2 separate regions of the Siniperca chuatsi genome follow, and region 1 is linked to region 2. The links are chromatin contacts, called in public Hi-C maps. All regions are on one chromosome and are shown on one strand. Each heading gives the region's core, a stretch centred on a gene start, on an enhancer-like site or on the middle of the called end of the contact. The rest is flanking DNA. Distances are from core to core; before and after follow the strand shown. Region 1 overlaps LOC122869241 (inositol 1,4,5-trisphosphate receptor type 1-like). Region 2 holds the start of LOC122869262 (class E basic helix-loop-helix protein 40-like).

Region 1 (5,154 bases), core at 1,927-4,426, 37 kb after region 2:
CCTAGAGTCTGCGCTGGTCACGGTGATGGCAAGACCCCAGCAAGTCAAGAAAGAGAATAAGCATATATCCCAAAATTTCGAACTATTCTTTTAATATTTAAAGAAAATACAAAAACTGGGCAAAAACTGAGAAAAAACTGAAATCACACTGGAACAGTCATTTAAAGTCAGGGATGAGTAAACACAAGGTGAGAGGTTCTCACATGGGCCATGTTCTGAGCAAAATGAAACACACAATGATCAAATCTAGACTATTAAGAGCTGTTGTTTTCCCTGGTTCATTTTCTAATTTCCTTAATGGTTCACAAAAACAATGGGGATTCAGGTTAAACACCATTTTGCAGTATGAAAATCCAGTACCTCTATGTACATTATGTGTTCACTGAGGGAAAAGGAAATTGGTAAATGGCAATGCTCCACATAAATTGTTATGCAAAAAGAGTTACATAATCACACCAAAAGAAACCAGGTCACTAAACCAGTGACACAGAGCTCCTTAGTGGCCATCTGTCACCAAAAACACAAAGGCCAAGAGACAGAGCAAGTGAAAGACAGAAAGGGTGAGAGAGCAAGAATAATAAACACACTAGGATTTACAAAGTTTGACAGTTGAACTAGTCTCTCTCTGTTGGTATGTAGTGTTTCTTCTGTATGCACTAAATATGGTATGTTACCAGGGTTTTATCTATATAATGTAATGACTCTGTTATTTACTTTTCGAGAGGCGCAAACTTGAGCCACACCAGTCAGACTCACGTCACATATCTGACGTCTTTCGATAAACTTTACAAAAATCAAAAAAAGGCTTAAATCACAATCACTGTGATTTTCCCTGGATTTTAGCATTTTCACTTAACTTGGCTTGTTAACTTCCCCTAGACCAAATAGTAAAAAATTTTGCTACTGGACTTTCGTTGAGGCAGTTGCACAGAAAGGAAGCATCATTATAAACTCCCCCATCAGTTGGTGTCTAAAAATACGCCTCACTGCTTGATAGAAATAAGATGGTGAGGATCTGAACATTTAGCTGGGCAACATGAGACGGAGGCCTCTGTAAACGAGGATCATGGTGCCACTGAAATTCAACTAGTTTAGAGAGTTTGAAGCCACATGACCATCATGCTAGTGAATTACTCTGAACTACAGATAGGTGACACTTCACTTAGTTTCTACAAGTTTCTAGAACTGTTTTGGAGGAAAGTAACACAATTCTTCCAAAAGATATTCCCTCATTTGGTGTTTTGATGATGGTGGTGGAGAGCGTTGTCTAACATGTTGTTCCAAAAATCACACATAGGTGTTCAACTGGATTGAGATCCGGTGACTGTGAAGGCTGTACATGATTCACATCCTTTTCATACTCACATATAGGTTCCTTAAACAGTGCAGTACAAACTACAGTACACTCTGGACCTTGCTTATGTATTATACAGTATAGCTGCACTGACAAAAGACATTTGTGCAGAGTCCCCTGCTCAAAAATAGCACACAGCCCCTAGCCCGACACAGAACATCTTCACCCCAGGAATTAAATGCTCCCCAAACTCAAAAGCTTGATGTCCTTTGAAAACTATTTATTATTAGAATTAATAAAAACAGGACCGTTTTCAGCTTTGTGACAGTATATTTTTTCAGATACTTGAATGGGTTTTTAATTTTTTTTTAGCTTAAGAAATATGAGAATTTGCTCAACCCATATAGGAACACTACAATTTTAGAGGTACATGCCCAGTGATCTCTCTCTGTCTCTCTCTGTATGAGAGAGACAGAGAGAGATCACTGAGAGAGAGAGAGAGAGAGAGAGAGAGAGAGTTTGTTTGTCAGTGTGGGTGGGGGCAGGGGCAAAAGCATAGTGAGACAGATCAAGAAAGTGAAAGTGACAGACATAGACACAATGTGAAAGAAGAAAGGGAAAACACAGAATATACTCACATAAATGCTTTGGAATGCACAAAATGCAAATGCAAACGTTTCTAATATTTCCAGTACTTTCGTTGACGAGCAAACCTCAAAGTTTATGACTTGTACTCGGCTTAGCACTTGAGAAATTATTTGGATTTTTAGTGTCAAGATGTCAAACTTACTTTTGACACGTGCAACAATTGATTTGATCCCACCTGAAGACAACTTAGTAGGACAGAGTTCAACAGCAGGTCAGGGGGCTGCACACTCAGTACTCAACATTTTCCACAAGTCTGTGGACACCACATCCAACCACAAAGCAATATGCTGATCAGAGTAGATATGTGCAGTTAATCAGCCCCAGTCTGACCATAGACACCACAGAGTAACCCCTCACAGCTGCCACATCCGCCCCTATTGCAGAGCATTCCACCAAACTGGAAACTCCCCGGGGCAAACCCCTGATCATGCTCGCACCTCTCAGTTCAACAATGGAGGAAATAAATGAGCGTGCACACACATGCACATAGAGTGCATTCTACGTAATTAGGTGACTTTTCTAAAAGTGCGTAAATAAACATGTCATTGAGTCTTTGCAGGCTGAGACTGAGTCATAGTTAAACCAGTGGTGAATGACATGAAAACTGGGGTTTACCACTTGGCAGCTCGTTATGCGCAGACAGAAATGCAGACTAAATTAAAAGACTGTGCCTCTGTCATTTTCATTGCAACTGACATACTTCTATACCAGCACTGTAAAATTAATTTCTGTCTTGAACAGAGTGAGCAATGCATCTAAAAGTCGAAAGAAGATTTTTTTCTTCTAAATCCGTCCACCGGCAAGCTTGCCAAGGGAAGAAACAGGGAGGTGAAAGGGATGAAACATGACTTACTTCCAACACGGCGGGCTTGCATAACTGCTTTGACTAGACCATGCACACGCACACACACGGCCAGGTGAAGAGGGGAGACAGAAAGCAAAAGCTCAACACTGTGTATCCTGAACTCCTCTGGCTCTTACATAAGTCTGACAGCCAAAGAGCAATGGATTTAGCTGATAATCACCTCCCTGACATTTAGCAACAGTATCGGTGTGGTTTGCACACATTGGGGAGGTCAAAAATACATCTCTTGCTATCTCCATTTCAAAAAAATGCCTTGATAATAACTTGCAGAATACTACTGTATAGATCAACCTCATGTGACACATATAAGCCATGTGTCCTATTCAGCAAGCTCACATATTCACCGTTCCTCTTTAATCATATACTATGCTATTCTGCTTTACTCAAAGGGCAACAGAAGAGACATCAGCCAACGATGCACTTTCATATCACACCTACGCAAACACTCACAGCCGACTCCATTAAGTTTACACAGAGTGGGTGTGTGTTTGCATCCAAGTGAGAAAGTGTGTGAGTGGAAGTGGGGAGTATTTGGAGTCGTTGAGGAATTGTGTCACAATGATTTAATGGCGCCAAAAGGGGAAAAAGAGGAGAAAAAGGGGCATGGGGGTGGGGCACTCTTACATCAGAGCTGCTTTTCATGTGTAGAGAGACAGAGATACAACATTTAACAGGTGTGTGTAGGGATCATTTCTCTCTCACACATGCAAACAGCCCTTCAGCTCCCACCCCTCCACCCCCATGACTGCAACTTACATTTATACACACAGGTGCACACACACACACACACACAGACAGACACACATACACACACGCAGGCAGTGTGCGTAAACAGCTCCTCCACACTTTTATTGGCAATTACTGCTGAAGGTCACACATCAGCGGAGGGGCTGAGTTCCAGGAAAAAAAGCCTGGTTCTTATGTAACCTCAGCCCAGAGTTGGCAGGGGCCCAGGAATCGTGCAGCTCTCAAGCAAGGAAAACTAGGACACAGCCTCAATGACTGCCACAGCCCCTCACAGCCCCACACACTTACAACACGTACACAGTCACAGTGCCCTCTATTGGCCCCTAAAGCAGATACAGGGGAAACACCCTACAAAAACATGAACATTGACAGAGACAATAAAACACCTTGATGAAAAGAAAAAGAGAGGGACGGAAGTGATATGGCTTTTGTGGCTTTACTATATTCACCATCATCTTTTAGTGTAACCAGACATGGCCATTTTCCCCTGAACTGTTTGGAACAGATATGGAATGCCAGCCTATTTATTATTGTGAGCTCATTATCATTTTAAAAGTTATCACAGATTAAATGTAATGACAATTTCTTTTTATGTGTGCCACATGGTTATGTATATGATTATTGTCAGTTGATCAATGCTGCATTCCGTTGTTCATTTTGTGTCTCTTATTTTTCTTTATTCATGTCTTTTTTATTTCTAATTAGTAAAAGCCTCAGAGAGGTCATGACGTCTCTTTTCACATCTGCTAGGAGTGTAAAATGAAATGTGACATCAGTATTAAACTGGAGTTAATGTTCAAATATACAGTAAATATGTCCCAAAATGACTTATTTGATATGGTGCTTACATTGGCAGAAATTAGGGCATCCAGTGTGAGAACAGTGAGCAGAGGCAAATGCTGCACTGGCAGTTTGCCCAGCCAGCAAGTGACTCACCTTGGAACTTGGAATAACACAACTCTCTTGGGCAACACGCAGTCAGCCACAGCACTCATCTCCCTACAGTATCTCTCTCTCTTTCTCACCGTTTTCAGTTGATCTAAACACCGGTTTAAGGCAGACAGTGCAGCAGGTGTGTAAGACAGAATCAGCCTACCAGTATTTGTTACCAGCTGTGCCTAGAGCCTCCGCTACCTACAGCACACAGCCACAGCAGCTGCCACAGTACAGATACAGAACAACTACTAGTGTAACACAGACATAACAGCCAGACAGACATAGCAACCCAGGGAAACAAGGGCATGAATAGAAGAAAAAGAGAAACAACCTTAGGCATATCCATCTCATCATCAAAGGCCCTGAGCTGAAAGAGAACAGAGGGTTTAAGGAGTTAGATAACAACACAGGAAGGAGGAAGCTAAAGCAGAGGTCAATGATACAGCATGACATGTTAGTTAAGTGAGTTAAGACTGTGGAGATACTTATCAAACTTCAGCAGCACAGAAGGAATAGTATTTATGAATAGATATTTCCCACAGTGCAGAATTAGTGCAGTCTCATACAGTGGTGAGTGTGGCTGAAAGCATTTCTGCTGAGAAGTGTTCAGTCCTGCCTTATTGACTGCAGAGGTGAATGTGACAGAAAGAACAAGCCAATTCCT
Region 2 (5,395 bases), core at 1,638-4,137:
TGCATTGAGTAATACCACTGAGCTTTAAACATTCAACCAGAGTTTTACATCCTCTGAGTGTGGATGGATGTTGCTCTCCCCTCCATCTCTTCTAGATCATTCCTACAAGTTCACTGTTTGACCTCCAGGCTGAGGACAGGTATGAGGATGGATTATGGATATGCTCAGTCATGTTCTCATTCCTACTACTGTCTCTGCTCCTGGGCACTAGAACAGGATAATCTCTTCACCCCTGTTTTTCGTATCTCTCAGTCTTTGGTTTCCAGGTTGAGGGGTGGTACCTGCTTTAGTGCCTGAAGGAGGGCAGGGGAGTCCATGGGGGTCTGAGACATGACTGGGGCTGGAGAGCCTCCCCTGGGAGACAACACTAGCTGAGGTGGAGGCGGTCTTTCGCTGGGCATGGCGGGTGAAGAGCCTCCCATGCCAGGGTAGAGCATGGGCATGGCCCCGGGGTACCAGCATTTCTCCAGCATTGGCAGGTAGGCTGCAGCAGAAGGTGGAATGAGGTAGAAAGGCATGCAGAGGGGATGTGGAGGAGGCGGATGGTTGGGGGATACGCTCATGTAACTACTGTAACCGCTAGAGGACGATGATGATTCTCCACCTGAGAACAGCTCATCCTCAGACGACTCCACCCGGGGTCGTTTGTGGCGCGGCTCGTCATCCTCCTGCTTGATGCTGGAGCTCTGCCTCTCGCCCAGCGTTCGCTTCAGCTGGCTCTCCTGACCATAGTAATCTGGACGTCCCTGTGGCGCCCCAGATTCAGTCTTCTCCAGCTCTCCCCCATAACCGCTGTCTGTATCCGTATCACTGCCACTCTGCTCACTGCTCGGTGGAGCGTACGCCCGCTGGATGACAGGCACACAGTTCCTCCCATAGCCCTCGCTGGGTTTAGGGGGTAAGCTGGCGGGCATCTCCTTGTGAGGTTGGTGCTGGTGGTAGGTGGGGATTTCCTCAGGTCGAGGGCTGAGAGGAGTGCGGGGTCGGACCGGACTTTGCAGCACCTCTGCAGCTAACTTGTGAAGGTGATTGATCACATGGGATGGCGTGAAGTCTCCATCAGTCTCGTGATTGGTTAGATACTGAAGAATCTCCTTGGCACACAAGTGGAAGCCAGAGCGGAACATCTCCTCTGACTTCTCCTGGCTGACAGGAGGCTGCTCTGTAAACACAACAAGAAACCACACCATCAGAATTTTGACATGGAAGTAGCAATGCAGATTTTATGTCTATTTCCCTACAACTATAGCTATATTTGAAGTCACTTATTTGCCTGTAGTTCTGCATAATTCTGTCATCCTGTTCCACATGCATATTTGTGTGTGTGTGTGTGTGTGTGTGTGTGTGTGATCTGCAGCTCACCAATTTGCATGCCGCTCTGCAGAGCAAGGATCTTCTGCTGCTGTTGCTCCAGAAGAGAGGTGAGGGCTTTCACATGCTTGAGTGTGAGCTCTAAAACCACAGCCTTCTCCAGATGGCCCAGAGTCTGTAGGAAACAGACACAGTCAGCACATCCTCACCTCTTATACAACACATAGACTCTAAGCTTTACTACCCATGTACACATGATCTTTGGCTGTCCCATCATCATAACACTACAGCAGCAACCACAAAGGCAAAAATAATCAATAAGATGATAAGGGATCATATAAATGACACAGATAATATGCAGTCTGGAGTATTAATTATATTACAATTACATTTTAATTTTTAAAACCACCAATTTAAACAATGACACATGACAGAAGACACATCCTCTTTACTACTGACGCACAGAGGATGTAATACCACCGAACAGCCACTCGATGGTGCATGCCACTCAATACAGTGAATCCCATTATCTCTCCATACGGCATGAACTTACCGTGAGTTTGAGGTGCTCTGGTAATAAGTCTTTCAACTGAGCGATGCACTCGTTTATCCGGTCACGCCTTTTCTTCTCAATGAGTCTGTGAGGCAGCTTGTAGGTTTCCTGCAAGAATAAACAGCAATATTGGGTTAATTCAGCTGATCTGAGAGCACACAGCTAGCTCTTTATGATCAGAGGCAGTCACATCGATAGGGAGGACTCCAGGAGTTATGTCATAGCAGAAATTAGGTCAACCATTTATGGGGCTACAAGACTACTGCCAGCCTAATTCTTCCCTTTTTAGTTCACACCCTTTAATAAAAACTATATGGTTAAAACTTAACAATTGGCAATATACAAAATAATAACGGACCTTGCTCTCCTCTCCTCTCTTCATTCCACGCCTGGGTTTATAAACATACATCGGGAAATCCATCCTAAAGAAATAAAGAGAGAGAACAGCAGTAAGGTATGAGGTAATGGTTAGGTGAAGTTTATGATACAGAACAAATAACATATCAAGTGCGTTTGAGGATAAGGCTACACAGTCTAGTAAAAGCATTTAGAAGTATAACTTACCCCTGCACGTCTGCCATATCAGCCTGGTGTTTGGACAGAGGAGGTGGCTGCGCGCTTGGAATTCGCTCCATTCTTTTTACTCCAATTACGCAGTCAAAGTACGTTTCCAATGCAGTCACAAATAAATACGCATTTATTTACGCGTGACGAAAAAAAAAGTTGCAAAGCAGCAGTTAGCTAAATGCCCTAAAATGCTTTTAAAAACGGTCAGAAATGTGTACTAATTATTATTTAATACTAGTCTTGCTAATTTAAAGGTTATTTTGGGTGTGAAAATGGTTTCAAGTTAGTCCCTGCGATTTCCACGCCGTGGTCCCGCCGCTGAAGGAAGGCAACCCTCTTAGTGGCGCGTTGGGAAAGTGGGGGAGGACTGAGCGACGAGTTAAATAAACCCTCTGACTCTCAGCTCAGCCTGACCTACCTCAGTCACATGAGGCTCACGTGTTAAACGGCGCTGTATCCTCTGCGGAGGGACGTCCCACTTTCTACCGATAAGCAGCCTCAGTGGGCGGACGGCGGGTGACGTCAGAGAGGAGGGCGGCGCGTGTCGGATCCCGTGTACCACCATGCTGAAGTGTATGGAAACAAGGCTGTGCTCGCCGACGCACGGGGAATGTGCTGGCAGCTAAGCAGTGCAGGAGTTCAACAGGCCTGGGGCACGTGCGAGGCGAGTGGGTACGGTACCTACTGCCAAATAGAAATAATCAGTAAGACAGTTAAAACGCTGTAGTAGCCATATAGGCATAAATAATATCCTGCAGGTTTATTATACAGCAGTGATGCCACGAAATGTCATCAAGTGCAGTGAACGTCACTTAGCTGAGTCCTTCATGAGTGTTGAATGATGCATTGAGGTTTTAGAAACATTATGAGCTCTGCAGTCAGTGGACAACGTTAGTCAGCTGTTTTTATATTTGTAGTTTTATATTCAACATCCCATTAATGATGTAGGAACAACGGCAGCTTCTTAAGCCTAATTATTTTAAGTTAGATTGTGTTCTCACAGAACATACTAATAATAATAATGATAACAGTTATACACATTACTTGGATAATCCACCTACAGATAGTTTATAGAGTATTTGTAACATTTCAACAGCTTATTAGTTGAGATTCAACAAGTCAACTGTTTCACAAATTAAGGTTTGGTTAGGTTTAACCAATTGAATTGTCACATATACTTTATTGATAATCTGTTAAACATCTACAGACAACAGCGAAACAGTTGAAATGTTATAAATAAGCTACTCTATAACCTATCTGTAGGCGGACTATCCAAGTAAAGTGTTATCATAATAATAAATAATAATAATAATAAACATTCAGCTGTGTAGGCTATTATATCGATCTACATGTCTGCAGAAGGCAGGTGAGCTCCAGTATCGACAGTGCGGTCACGGCGGGAGAACCACGTGCACCTGTGGATGAGTGTGTGTGGAGTCAGTGTTTGTTGTCATGAGGCGCTGCCGGTTGTCACGTTGAACTCCTCATGGCCCCGGGAGCCTGCTGAGCGGACTGGGCACATCCAGCCCATCCAGCACACTGCGGCTGCACCTGCCTGCTGCAGGCTATAAGGACAGATCACACCAGTACACGCGTTTTTAATGCAGATTTTCATTAAATTATTTTCTTATTGCAAATGAAAAGGTGTATGAAGACAGGTTTGTTGAAATTTACATTGAAATTATAATGATTCCTCAAATATTTCCCTTTACTAGAAAATCTCTAATGTTAAAGCTAAAATAAAAGCATAAAGGCCTTTAAAGTCATTGATATACACATTATTTTACTCTACAAGAATAGGATATTTTGATATAAAAATATACATACAATGTCCAAACAAATTCAATACACAAGGACATCACCATACCCCATAACACAATTACAGGTCTATTACATCTTAATGACCTATACTCAAGGATAATCACCCTAATATATCAACAGTCCTGTACATGTCACATGTAAAAAGGAAGTGTCGCTTAATTTCACAATCATCAATGTGCAAGACCTTGAATTGTTTCATCATTCCTATTATAATCCATCATTTGTTCTAACTCTGCTAGTTAAAGTCAATGTGGATCCCTATGAAGCAAGAATTAAGGCAGTTTTGTGAAGCTGTAAGCAACTATCTCTATCACAGTAGGAATTATGATGTGTGTCTACCCTCCAGCTTTTTAAACATTTTTTATTTGACCACATGTCTCAGGATTTTTGCCTGGAAATCACATTTACCAAAATCCCTGCAGTAACTGAATCATATGAACTCATGCTTAAGCTCTTTTTGGGACAAGTTATTGATTTCAAAGATAGGAACACAAATCCAGTCTCGCAAGCTAGATGAGACTCAGGAGGCTACGCAAGAAGGCAACAACTTCCCTGACCTTTTTTTTTTTTATACAGTATTTTGAAAAGCAGAACTTTTCAGCATTTTGGATATGTATTATTAATAAAAAAGTTTTTACTTGAAGACCTTTTTTGTACAGTATGTATTTCTAAATCACAATTAAGTTTGGTGTACTCTTTCGCTAATTTTGACAACTTACAAAAAATTCACTAGAGATAAATATTATCTTTAAAAGCCTGATTTGGATGTTTTTTCCCCCCATGCTAATAAGAGCTAGTTCATTTGGACAATCCATCTAACTTATCTGACAAAAATAAGTAAAGTAGCAGCTGTCACAAGACAACTCTGATTAAACACGTTTTTCATAATGTCAGAAATGTTGTCTCTTTTACAGTAACAAGTGAGGGTCTTCATTCTTAAGCTTCAAAGGACTCACATCCTATGACCACGTCAACTAGTTTAACTAAAGGTCTGTTAGAAAATTCCTTGAGTGTAGTGAATTAGATAGAAATTGGATGGGCTACAAGACACTGTAATTACAAAATGACCACAACACAGGTCACAGTGATTCTGCTGTAATTAAATAACAACAACGAAGGAAAGCCCCTTGAAGACAATCTGGG

The links. A called contact is a pair of places that touch in the nucleus more often than the background predicts.
Region 1: a Hi-C map of liver shows a contact between it and region 2, with 3 times the contacts expected there. The contact joins the enhancer-like site here to the promoter of LOC122869262 in region 2. A contact is called at or near these places in 3 of 3 Hi-C or Micro-C datasets (liver, skeletal muscle and an unstated tissue).

What each region holds. Positions count from the first base shown.
Region 1 is chrLG2:19,576,980-19,582,133 of ASM2008510v1, forward strand. LOC122869241 (inositol 1,4,5-trisphosphate receptor type 1-like) reads right to left here. Exons shown (of 62, transcript XM_044182032.1): 40 at 4,822-4,857. Among protein-coding and RNA genes, the nearest start is that of LOC122869241, 36 kb to the right of the region's middle. Within about 2 kb of position 3,177, the one cell type or tissue checked has an H3K27ac peak away from gene starts, as active enhancers do. A contact at or near this core is called in liver, where this site is marked.
Region 2 is chrLG2:19,540,018-19,545,412 of ASM2008510v1, forward strand. LOC122869262 (class E basic helix-loop-helix protein 40-like) reads right to left here and starts at 2,888. Exons shown (of 5, transcript XM_044182081.1): 1 at 2,429-2,888; 2 at 2,223-2,286; 3 at 1,865-1,972; 4 at 1,363-1,486; 5 at 1-1,162. The coding sequence starts at 2,499. The coding sequence ends at 249.